2 separate regions of the Pan troglodytes genome follow, and region 2 is linked to region 1. A link is a contact called in public Hi-C data. All regions are on one chromosome and are shown on one strand. The core of a region is the stretch at or near the end of the contact, and the rest is flanking DNA. Distances in the headings are between cores, read along the strand shown. Region 1 overlaps ANKRD44 (ankyrin repeat domain 44). Region 2 holds the start of ANKRD44 (ankyrin repeat domain 44).

What was found. A called contact is a pair of places that touch in the nucleus more often than the background predicts.
Region 2: a contact with region 1 is called in a Hi-C map of stem cell-derived neural progenitor cells, with 3 times the contacts expected there. The contact joins the promoter of ANKRD44 here to the enhancer-like site in region 1. A contact is called at or near these places in 3 of 7 Hi-C or Micro-C datasets (blood, a lymphoblastoid cell line and stem cell-derived neural progenitor cells), 1 of 1 datasets of contacts at active chromatin or transcription factors (stem cell-derived excitatory neurons) and 1 of 1 other capture datasets (stem cell-derived neural stem cells).

The regions. Positions count from the first base shown.
Region 1 is chr13:99,187,753-99,194,217 of NHGRI_mPanTro3-v2.0_pri, forward strand. All of the region lies in intron 1 of ANKRD44 (ankyrin repeat domain 44), which reads right to left. Among named protein-coding and RNA genes, the nearest start is that of ANKRD44, 120 kb to the right of the region's middle. Within about 2 kb of position 2,714, at least 3 of the 24 cell types and tissues checked have an H3K27ac peak or open chromatin away from gene starts, as enhancers often do. A contact at or near this core is called in stem cell-derived neural progenitor cells and stem cell-derived neural stem cells, where this site is marked.
Region 2 is chr13:99,309,751-99,316,099 of NHGRI_mPanTro3-v2.0_pri, forward strand. ANKRD44 (ankyrin repeat domain 44) reads right to left here and starts at 1,665. Exons shown (of 28, transcript XM_063791430.1): 1 at 1,346-1,665. The coding sequence starts at 1,372.

The DNA.
Region 1 (6,465 bases), core at 1,464-3,963:
TTACAAGAAGTCCAGTGGGGGAGATATTTACATAAAGAAATAACTATTATACAATCTGAAAGCCAGGCCAGATAGTCTCTAACCTGAACTATGAACTACAGTGAGTGTACCATGAATACCACCCATCACTGAAACTTTGATAGGCCCTTAAATCCCTGACAAGGAAACTACTAAATCTGTGGTTTTGTGCATACAATCCCTGTTATGAATTGAATTGTATCCCCACCAAAATTGATATGTTGCAAGCCCTAACCCCCAAAGCAACTGTATTTGGAGACAGGGCCTTTAAGGAGATAATTCAGATTAAAAGAGGTCATAAGGGGCGGCCCTGATCCAATAGGACCGGTGTCCTCATAAGAAGAGGAAGAGATACCAGAGCTCACGTTCTCATTCTCTCTCTCTCTCTCTCTCTCTCTTCCTCTCCTTCTCTCTCTTTCTTCTCTCTCACACAGGAGGAAAGGCCATGTGAAGACCTAGTGAAAAGGTGGCCATTTGTAAGCCAGGAAGAGAGGCCTCACCAGAAACTAACCCTGATTTTGGACTTCCAGCCTCCAGAACTGGGAGAACAAAAATTTCTGTTGCTTAAGCCATCCAGTCTATAGTATTTTGTTATGGCAGCCTGAGCAAACTAAGACAGTTCCCTATGATTCCTCTACTTCTTGTTAGACAATGTTCCTTGTTATCCTCAAATAATTCCATTCCTAGAGGATGCTAATGGCCATGTTTCTGGCCACTGGAACACTTTTGTGTCGATATTTGGAAAACCCTTGAAATCATTCCCAAATGCCTCCCATAGCTTTAGCCAACAAGTACTGTCTTAAACATGATTACATCTACTGCTTATTAAAAGTAAGTGGCACGATGGCAGTTTAGGGAAGAAGAGGGGGGTGTTACCAAGCTTTTATTATTGAACTCATCTACATTAAACAAGACCCCAGCATGCAGTAGAAGGATCTATATGTGTGATGGAAACACAACCAAAAGAACAGCTAGCTCCACTTGGGTAGGAGGCTGGGTGAAGACAAGGGTGTATCCAAAAAAGCTTGAGGAAGGCACCTTAATGAATAAATATGATTTGCTGACAAGGAAGGAAGACAAAGGAGGTACAGGTGTGCAAAGGTGTGGATGTGCAAAGAACCTGATATGTTAGTGACCAGAGTGTGGGGTAAAAGAGGAACAGTGGCAGGCTTTAGGGTTGATGTTGGGCTTGCCTGCATGGCAAAAAATGCTATTCAAAGCCAGTCTCACACTTGCTAGCCACATGCAAAGCCCATTTCTACGTGCAACTTGGGGGTGAGCATGATCATCGCTGCCTAACCTCCTCATGGGATTGTTATTAGGATCAAATGAGGTAGTACATGAGAAAATGTCCTCTAACCAGACAACCCTACATAGATGTTTTCATTAAGAAATGTTTCACGATGACAAGATGGAGTAGTTGATAATTTTCTTTTAACCTTAAGATCCTTGGTAATTATGCACACACACTCATGCATACACACACACACATTCACCCAAACTTCTAGAAATACCTTAGTCCTGGTAGTCGATTAGATGACAGCAGTTTCCCCAATGTGTCTGACCATAAGAATCACCGGAGATGCCTATTAAAAAATATAGTCCCAGATCCCTTTCCTAAGGATATAATACATTCAGGGTGGGGACCTGCAAATCTAGATTTTAACAAGTACCCATCAATTCTTAGGAACTGGTGGCAAGCACTGGCCTCAGGTGAAATCACTAGCGTCACATACCTTGACCTCGCCCTGTGATCTGCTGTTGGGAATGTGAGTTGTCATTTTCCCTATAAACCCTCTTTTCTCTTTTTATCCTCCTGTTGGCTTTCTTACAGGTTATGTTGCTGTTTATTGCTAGTTTGGGGGACCAATATAAGTACTATCAGTAAGACAGAGTAAGATTCCTTGAGGAAATACTATGTAAAAATGTCAAGGTGCAGAATGGATATTTCAATATGCCAGGAATTTGTCCATGGGTTTCTCCTCTGCCATAAAAATTCCCAGCAAATGAACATATATCTCTTTTTCTTTCTCCAAAACACCCTCTCAATTCTGCTTCTTGACAAGGTGTATGGATAGTTTCTGAAATTGCCAACAATTAAGTAGCAGGAAAGAAGTCTTGAAAAGAATACAAGTTTACTGCTAGTTCAGTCTTAGCTACTTACTCTGCTTAAAGACAGGCAGATCCTTCCACAGTCCCCCTAACTACCTGCTAACCAAGTCTCTGTTCGGGTTACATCTGCCCTGTGGCAAGGACCACATTTCACACAAGACACAGAGCCAGACACAAATTCAGGGTTTCGACAAAAAAAAATATTGAATCTTGTTTATCTGCTCCATAATTCTCCATCTGCTGTGCTCATGGCCAAATGCTCATGTGTGCATTTCTGCCTTTTTGGACCTTAAAAGAAAACAAACAACAAACCTCCACAACCAGAGAACGATAAGTAGAGGCAGTGTCTGACAAGATTTTCGTGTTAAATCAGGAGTAGTCAATCAACAGCTGAACAGTTAAGATTCCGGGGAACAAACCCAACACAGTAGTTAATGCACCACTACTTAGTCACTTTAAGGGAACACAATGAGGTGAGCAGAGTCTCCCAATTGCGAGTGTACGGAATACGTACATTCTGTTGCATTCACTCAGTCCTCACACTTCTGAAGAAAGGCAAGCATTCCAAGCTATGGCTGGAATGTTACCAAGGAGATGCATCCCAAAAAAGCTTCCAGAGAAGGGCGCCAGCACAGTCCCTCAGCAGGGAGTGGTGCCTCTGGGACTAACGCTGCTAAAAGCTACTTTATAGAGAATTGTCAAGGCACAGAATCCCCAGGAGCCATTAGGAAGAAGAGGCTGAGCTATCATTATAACTCTTCCAATACTGAAGTCACATATATGCATACATATGCACCTAGGTACATATGCATACCTATCTACACTCAGGCATGCATGCATAGAGACACATGTTGAGTCATACACAAACCCCTTCTACTTCCCGTGGAATAAAAAAGCAGCTGTTCTCCACATCTCAAAGCCTTGCTATATGGACATCTCTAGCTCAACTGTGCCATGTGGCTACCAAGACATCGCCTTCACAATTATGAATTTAAGCATCATGGGATTTCAAACTAGAACTTCACAGATAACGTGCTTTGCTTCAACTGAAGCTGTGTGTTTGTGTGGATATAATTACTGAATGGAATACGTAATGATTCTTGAGCAAGTAATATTTATTTTTTAAATATTATGACTGCTGCTTCTTTTTTTCTCTCCACACTCCCAAAAACATTCCCAGAGAGCACTTTGGCACTCCTTTTTGTTGGAATTTTAATGAGATCCTGCTGTTTTATTTTTCCCCAGGTAAACACTTAACCTAAGAAAAAATATTGGGGAAAAGATATATCTAAATAGTATATTATATGATGTTTAAGGCAAAGAATATTCTAATTACAATATTCTTGCTCATAAGTATTAAGGACACATATTCTGTTGTTCATTAATTTGGCAACTATCATAACTTTTGCAGCTTTTGTCTTAACTTAAAAAGGCTTAGAAGCAAAGTCCTACCTGCACAAGAGCAGAGTCCCAAGCCTTGGCATATACAGGTATTTCTTTTTAAAGTTTCACACATTTTAGCACTAGCATATACAACACGAGTGCTTTGTGTACAGTAGGGTACAGAGTTGAATAAATACAAAATTGTAACAAGGGTCAAAATTGAGAAAAACAAATAGTGGTAGGAAAAAAGGAGATTCAGATACCATGAAATCATTGATCATCATCCCCTAAAGAAATTTAAATTCCTAAGAGAGGTATGCAGTCTTTTTAGCTTCAATTGCTAGAATTTTCTTAGCATGCTTAGCAGCTGCAAAATGATTGTCAGTGCTGCAGATATTGGTGCAGTGCCTCTGGTAGATTCAGAAGACAGAAGGACACTTCCTGGGCCAAATTTACCAAAGGCACAAGTGGGATTTGTTGTTCAGATGGGACCTGTCCTTGCCTTCAAAATCACCAACAACTAGCCCCCTACTACCTTTCCAGGAGTGTTGACGGCTGCCTTCTAGAGGGGAATGTCTACCAAGCTGATGACACTTGACCCCTCTAAGATAGAAATGGGGAACAGAAAGTCCCCTTGATCTTATAAATTTTGTAGCTGAACTTGCTAACCCTTGGAACTGAAATCTAATCAGCCGAAAGCCACTTTCTCTACCCACATCCCCTATTGGCACATCCAATAAAATATTCTGTTTTTATTCTCACCCTGAAAACAAACTGGGAAAATACCAGACTTCCAAAAATAAAATGCTAAATCAAATATGTACTAGGGATAGTTATTCTCAAACTTTGAAGTAGAGTCAAAATTCCACTAGGGGGAGCAAGATGGTAATTTGTTACCTGGGAGGTAAAAGCAAAGGTTCAGGATGTGTAATTAAGGAAGTAAGGTAGTTGAAAAATCCACTTCATTAAAAACATAAAAGAACTCAAGCTTCTGAAAGAGTTCTTAGTCATAAGTAAACATGCACACCATGCACATACTAAAACAAACAAACAAAAAAACACCAAACACAAAAAATTCCTATTGATCCCTGAGGATCCAGGTTTTAGAAATAAGAATAAAACTATCTAAAACCTAGGTGCTAAGGTATCATTTTCATCATCTGTGAAATCCAATTCAATTATTATGTCAATTCCACGAAAAAAATATGCAACTGATGTCATCAGACACACCCTCCATTTAAGAATGAAGCCCATCATGGGTTCTACAAAGAGAGCCAAGCTAGTTTAGAGTATCCACTCCATCCGGCTATGAAGTCATCAATGCCCTCCCACATCCCGCAAAATCCCCTAATGAAACCACCATTTTAATTTTTGCTAAAACCACTGTATAGTATATTTCACTTTCCCTTTGCCAGAGTTGCATGCTCTGTACTAATGAATTGGCTTTGGAAGATAGGCAGAGTGACAGAGGCTGTCATTGAGCATTGGTAACTACAGTCAATGGTAATAAGCCCAAGCAGCATCCAGGGATGCTCCAGCATTTCATTCTAGATCCTGGTGTGTTGCTTGTGTTTTTCTGATTAGATCGGGAAAATAAAGACTCCAAGTCTAAAAGAAAAACATTTTGCATTCCAATCAGAAATGGGTGTTGGGAATCAATCAATAGCCAAGAAGGAAAAATTGATATTCCTAAACATCTGTCCCTCCTTGAGCATTCTGAGTACACATGTCATTAAAGTAAGATGGGAGTGTGTTATTAGTAGCTGATAGCTGATACAGCAATAATCTAGCCATATGAAGCCATCAACTTATATGAACAAGCGGAAACACTTCGTTAGGTAACAACTGTTTTTTGTAGGAGGCAGTGCTTGCACTTTTGCGAGAGGATAATAAAAATTTGTTCAAGTCACTAGATTTAATGAACAAAACCTGCTAACTCAATTCATGTGAGTTCTGCTGTGTGATCCCCTGCAAGGATTTCATTGAGTTCTTCCTGAATATAGATCACCCTTTACTTGAGAAGTTCACTCCATCCCAGAAAGATAATGATTATCATAAAATCAAAATCTGTTCCTCTTAAGTACCATAAGAACAATACAAGAATATACTGAGTCCTTATAAATACATTTTTTAAAAAATCAGGGAGTGAGGCAGGACTGCATGTCTGAAAATGTCTCCTACAGGCTATGCTGCAGAGTAAATATATATAATATTTTCCATTACTATTAAAAACAGAAAAAACATAAAATTCCATGTTATAGTCATGCCCTCCAAGTAGCGTATTTGTTAACTCTATATTTAACATTATGAAAAAAGAATTACATCTAATTAGAAAATGGAGAAAATTAATTTATTACCTAATCTTTTCCCAGTGAAAATAACATATGGGTACTGACTATGAAATAGTTACTCAAGGACCAACTACCCCAATTACCCAATTTTTGGAACATTTAATCCTTTGTTGCTCCTTCTTTTCCTGAGATTCTCTTTGGGTGTTTCTCTGCTCTTTAATACCACCAGTTATCACCCTCACCCAATGGCCAACCCAAAGTAAAACAAAATTCAACTTTGTTACCAGTTACAGACAAAAAGTTGGGCCAAAGGAAGTGATGAAATAACAGTATCAGTTAAATTGAAATCTGGAGGCAATGTTAATTTTTATTGATTACAATGTTAATTTTTATTGACCTCCTTTTTTTCCATAGTAGAAAGATTAATGCTATGGTATCAGACTGACCAATTATTAAATCCAATCCATTTCCGTTTCAGTTTTCTCATCTCTAAGATGGGGTTACAATAGCCATTTTATAGATGTGTTTAAAAAATAACATAACGGCCAGGCGCGGTGGCTCACACCTGTAATCCCAGCACTTTGGGAGGCCGAGGAGGGTGGATCACGAGGTCAGGAGATCGAGACCATCCTGGCTAACATGGTGAAACCCCGTCTCTACT
Region 2 (6,349 bases), core at 415-2,914, 120 kb after region 1:
AAAGGTGAAGGAAATCCTGATATCAACTTACACTTTTAAATGCTCTGGAACCAATGAGAACAAATACATTCATCACAAGTACCAGCTGCTCTTCTTACTAAATTTAACAATAACATGAATTTTAACTCAGTGATTTCCCCATCACCAACCCCGCCAAACACCTGTAAATATTTAGGAAAAACAAGCTAAAAAAACTGAATCTAAAAGGCAGGAGAACAAATCATTGCAAATCATTGTGGTGACGGACTGCACTTCAGTTGCAAGATGTTCTGGCTGGATACTAACTGGAGAACGCAAGGCAGCAGATGCAACCCATGGACAAGTTTGAGGTATTTAATACCAAGGGCTGGCAAGTCTGACCCTGTAGTCAAAGTCAAGATTGCCTCTCTGCCTACCAGGACCCCAAAACAAAGTTCCTTTCACTACCCACGAATAAACGGGGGTGGGGGTAGCAAGCCGTTTCCTTTTTTCGTGGAAAGAGCTGCAAAGAGTTTTGTCATGCAACTTGGTTTGGCGCCTGTTAGTGTCAATGTAAGAGCAGCAGAGTCCGCGAAGGTGGCTGTTACCATTCCACAGACCTGCGGCGAGGACTGTCAATCCGATTCAGCAAATAACCCCACCTCTCCAAGCCAGGACTCCAGAGCTGCCCTGTGTGGTGTCTCAGCAAGGAAAGCCAACAAAGCTGGTAGACACAGACAGACCGTAGCCCACCGCCTGTGAGTGGAGGCTCCGAGCCGACTTCACCACCTCCTCAGAGGGACCGGCCCGATACGAAAGGGCGGTCTCCAGGGGTCCCCATCCCGCACCACGCACACAGCCTGGGGCAACTAAAGAGGAAGTCGGATGTCACATCCAACGGATAAATAAAGACAGCCCGGCCACACAAGAGCCGCATTCCGGGCAGGACTCCTGCTAGGTTTGGGGAGGGGTCCCAGTCTGCGATCCTTTCTCCCTCTTCGTGCAGCGTCCTCCTCCCCGGGGCGCGGGCCGGCGGCGCCCACGCAACGCGGCGCGGTGCGAGTCCCGAGAGCACCTCGAGCCCCCGGCCCCCTCCCCAGCCCCGCCGGGCCCGCGGCCGCCGCACTCCCGCACGCCGGCTGCCCAGCGCCCACGGGCCCTGCCCCAGACTCGGGCGCGCAGTTCCGACGGCCCAGGGCGGGGACGGCGCGGCGGAGTGGGAGCTGCCGCCGCGGGCTCTCGGAGGCACCGGCGGCCGCACACACTCCTCCCCTTCGCCGCGAGTAAACAGCTCGCGGGCGCGCTCCAGCCGCGCCCCCATCCCCCCGCCGGGCTCCGCGCCGCCCCGCGCCCGCGCGTCCCGCCCGCCGGCGCCGCCGCCCCCTACCTGGTCGGTGAGTTTGAGCACTGCCATTCTTCCGCTCCTTCGCGCGCACACACATGCAGGTCCCCGGCCCGCAGATGTCACGCCGGGAGCCGGGGAAGCGGAAGGGATTGCCAGGGGAAGGGAAAAAAATCTGGCTCCCGAATTTGACAGCCCTCCCCCTGCTCCTCCTCCGCCGCCGCCTCCTCCCGCCGAGAGGCTGACACTGGCTAGTGGGGTTTGCAGCCGAGCCCGCCCGCCTTTCCACAGGAAGTACCGGCTGCTGCCAGCCGGGCCGCCACTGACATCACCGCGCGCTGGCTCGCTCGCCGCCCGCCGCCTGGGCCGACGCTGCCTCCTGCCGCCCGCAGCCGAGCCGCGCAGCCCGGCCCCCGGCGCTGCCCCCGCGCCCGCACCGGGCCGCCGCCTGCCTTCCGCACCTGCACGCGGCGCCCGGCCGGGCCGGCCCCGGGCCCTGGGCGGATCGCGGGCCTCCCTGACGGGTCTCACACATATGGGTGGGGAAGCCCGCGGGGACACACCCCGAGGGGGCAGGAAAGGCTCTCACTCACACGCCGTCCACTTTAACCGGGGAGATGGGATCACGCCCCCTTCCCCTAACCCAGAATCAGGTGGTGGCAGCGCTCCGAAGATCCCACCTCGCCAGGGACCGCAATTACGATGCTCTCTTTGTTTAATGCCAGGAGGCAGCGGACACATTGTGATTCTTTAGAGGGTGTTTGCCAAACATTTATGGGTGGAGGGAACAGAAGCTCTGGCCCTTCCACCTTGTTCTCCAGCCACTTTCCAGCTAAACACACACACACATATGCACACACACATACTATTGTTAAATTCAAACACCCTGGGTTTGGTTTTTGCTGGTGGGGGTGGAGTGGAGTTCCTGGAGAAGCAAAGCAGTCCTAAATCACCGAGTTAATGGGTCTTTTGGGTGTTCCCACCAGTCCTTACTGATCTCTACAAAATCCCAAGTTACCAAGCTCTTCAACAAATAGAAGACAGCTGTCAAACACCATGGGCTACAGATACAACGGGCATATTCGTAAGCATAGTAGCTGTTGATAGTTCTGGAATTTGGAGCAAACACTTATTCATTGAACAGCTATGTACTGAGTCCCTACCTTGTCAGGCACTGGCTAGGCACGGGAATAAACGGAGAGCATAAATAAGATAACCTGCTCTCAGAAGATGCCAACATAAACCACATAGTCTCTGCTAATGAATGTAATTACAAACTGAGATAAGGGATCTCAAGGGAAAACATGCTTCTGAAGTGAACCCACAACAAAGGAATCAGACCAGACTGGTGGGTGAGGGCAGGCTTCCCTGAGAAAGTGACAGGAGTTGAGATCTGGAGAAGGGATAATTAAGTAAGCAAGTGGAGAGGAAGTGCTCCCAGGCAGCCCCATGTGCCCCTGGCAGGCCATAGAGCAAACCTGTAGGGCAGCATTGAACAGCTTTGAAGAGCAAACTAGAGCTACAGAATTCTTTGGTCAAGACCAAACATCTACCTCTACTGCATATTCACAAACCAAATGTCCATTCTTCCTCCCTACTCTTAGAACCTCCCCCAAAGATTCCACATGAGACAGGAGAGAAAGGAGCATTAATATCCTCACATTTACCATCCAGCCACTGTGGTTGTCGAAGCAGCTAAATCTCAAATTTACCTTTATTAGTCTTATAGATTATAATTCAGATCATGCAGACAAGAAGAACCAAGGAACTTTGTTCCTGGCTTCCACTCCTCTGTTATCAATGTTGCATGGAAACAAACAAAAAAAATTCTAAGGCCTTTCTCAGACATACAACAGATTGTTTATGTTGCATCTATGAGTCAGTTCTTCACTGCTGTTATTGGTATGTCTATTTACTGAACACCCTGCATGGCTTTGTAAGTAAACTGAATAGGACCCTGCATTCTCTACTTAAATAGAGCCATCTTTCAGAAGAGTGATAACAAATGACTTAATTTGGAAGATTCACTCAAGATCCAATTTGATTCATCGCGGACATGCCTGCACCTAAGTTCCTCGGGCCAAAGTGAGGAGGCAGCAGTTTTCCACCCAATCAGACCATCATCCTCTTTTTGTAACTAGTATCTTTAACACTCCCCTTACTATCCTGAAAGGTAATTTGTGGATAATATTACCTACCAATACAAATTTCAAAAAAAAAAAAAACAGCAACAATATATTGTCCTAATTGTACAATAAAGGAAAAATTAAAGGAGAGTAATTTATAATGAATATGTATTTCAGTAGGTAAGTGGCAAAACACAACTCTCTTTGTCTTCTGACAAAACAAAGCAGTAAGATGCTTCCACCTATATGGAGAGGCTTTGTGAATGAGAGAATTACAAATGCAGACAGACGTGAACATATAGTGTTAGGAATTCAAATATCAAGATTGGTGTTGTCATAGGTGACCTGACTTTGTGAAAGGTTGAACAACTCGTGGCCAAGTTCCAAATAAAATAGGGAGCAGAAGATTTGGCAAAATTTATTGATAAGACTACACTTATCAGAAGGTCTGCTTTTAATGTGTTAGCCAGTACTTTGACAGTGATTCAAACACTTTGTTTACTTCATTAAATGAGACTCAGACTCAGCAGTTGACTATATTCGGTGAGCTTGAGAAGCCAGAATGCCCCTGGTATAATGTAGAGAAAGAAATCCAAAGGTTTGTGGAGATGGGAATGTTGGAATAATTTTATCATGTATAATCTGTACAGCCAACCCCTACATATTCCTGGAGAGCCAGATGATGATCTTTATACTGAAGCATTGAAAAATACAGGCCGGGCACCATGGCTTATGCCTATAATCCCAGCACTTTGGGAGGCTGAAGCAGGTGGGTCACCTGAGGTCAGGAGTTCGAGACCAGCCTGGCTAACATGGTGAAACCCCGTCTCTACTAAAAATACAAAAAATTAGCCAGGCGTGGTGGCATGCACCTGTAGTTCCAGCTACTTGGGAGGCTGAGTCACGAGAGTCGCTTGAACCCAGGAGGCAGAGGTTGCAGTGAGCCAATGACGCGCCATTGCACTCCAGCCTGGGCAACAAAGCAAGACTCTGTCAAAAAGAAAAAAAAAGAAAAGGAAAGGAAAGAAAAATACATTCAAGAGAGAACGTCAGAAAAACTCTCTAGTAGCTGGATATGATGGTGGGAGATGCTTTCGTTGAGATGGCTCCTTGATTTTTATATTAGTGGGATCCTGCGACAGCAATGGCCAAGTGGCAGCACTTAGCTGGCAGAGACAAGGTGGACACATTTACTGTAATGGACAGCAGAGACAAAGTAGTACTTAAAGGTCTTAACCTACAGGTATATCTGGCAGTGCCCTAGGTTGTCCTAGGAATGAAATAGACGGGCAGACTTTGGAAATAGCCATTGATCTTTATAACAGACAAAACTCTACATCTGCCACCTGAAAGCTCCCTTGAGCCATCAAAATGAAATTATCTTTCATTCAGTTTCCGTACCTAAATGAGTTCACAGACACAGAGCTCCTTGATTAAAAGGGAAGCTGGTCCCCTTCAGGAGGGTCTTGCAGCATTGTCATAAATATATACTACAAATCCTCATCCAAGCCTTATCCAAAGGAACCTGATGTATTTTTCTAGGCTGAGCGAGTACTGGGAAAAAGGAAATACCCAGACATTTGAGGGATCACTGACACTGCCTCTGAATTAATGCTAATTCCTGAGGATTGCAAACACCACTGGATCCACCAATCAAAATGGGGATCTATGGTAGGTGATAAATGAAATTTTTAACTAAGTATAAATCAGTGTGGATCCAGTAGCTCTGCAGACCCAAACTATAGTTATCTCCTCAACTGTTAGTTAGAATAGACATACTCAGTAACTAACAGAATCCTAACATCATTTCTCTGACCCACAGAGTGAAGTTTATTATGGTAAGACAGGCCAAATGGAAGCCTCTGGAATTTCCTCTTGATACCAGAATAGAAAACCAACAACAATGCTCAATCCCTGGAAATATGTAGAAATTGGTACCACCAGAAAAGACGTAGAAGATACAGGAATGATAATACTGTCACATCTCCATTTAACTCACCTGTTGGGCCTATGCAAAAGATCTTAGAGAATAACTATGATTTGTTATTAAGTTGTAAACTTAATCAAATGGTAATGTCAGTTGCAGCTGCTATTCTATATATGCTGTCTTTACCGCAACAAAGCAACACAGCCCTAGGCACCTGGTGTGCACTATTGATATGGCAAATGCTTTTTATCTATTTCAATTTTCACCAAAAGTTGTTTTCTTTTATATGGCAAGATCAACAGTACACCTTTACAGTCTTCTCTAGGGGATGTAAACACTCCCACTCTCTGGCATAATCTCATCTGCACAGGTCTTGATCACTATGTTAAAGACATCGAGCTGACTGGCCCTGATAAACAGGAAGTAACAAATATTTTAGCTGCCTTAACAACACACATGTGAGCCAGAGATTGGGTATAAACCCCAAGAAAATTCATCACCTTAGTGAAGTTTCTGGAGGTCCAGTGGTCTAGAAAACACCAGGATATTCTCTCCAACGTAAAAGACAAATTACTTCACCTTGTACCATCTACCACTAAGAAAAGAGACACAATACTTTCTGGGTATCCTTGGATTTTAGAGGCAATATGTACCACATCTGAGTGTGATGCTGTGACCCATTTATAGAGCAACCCATAAGGCTGGAATTTTTTATTAGGAATAAGGGGAGAAGAAATATCTGTAGCAGGACTTGATGACCCAGAGGAATCCAATGATACTTAAAGTGTCTGTGGCAAATAAGGATGCTATATAGAGCCTCTGGTGAGCCCTGATTAGATCTACAATGCAGAATTCCTTAGTTGTAGAGCAAGTCATGCCCTCTTCTGCAGATAACAATTTTCTATTTGAGGAATGGTCCCTAGCTTGCTAAGTGAATTTGAATGACTGGCCATGAGACAATCAAGTGACTGCAAGCTCAGCTGCCCATTATGAACT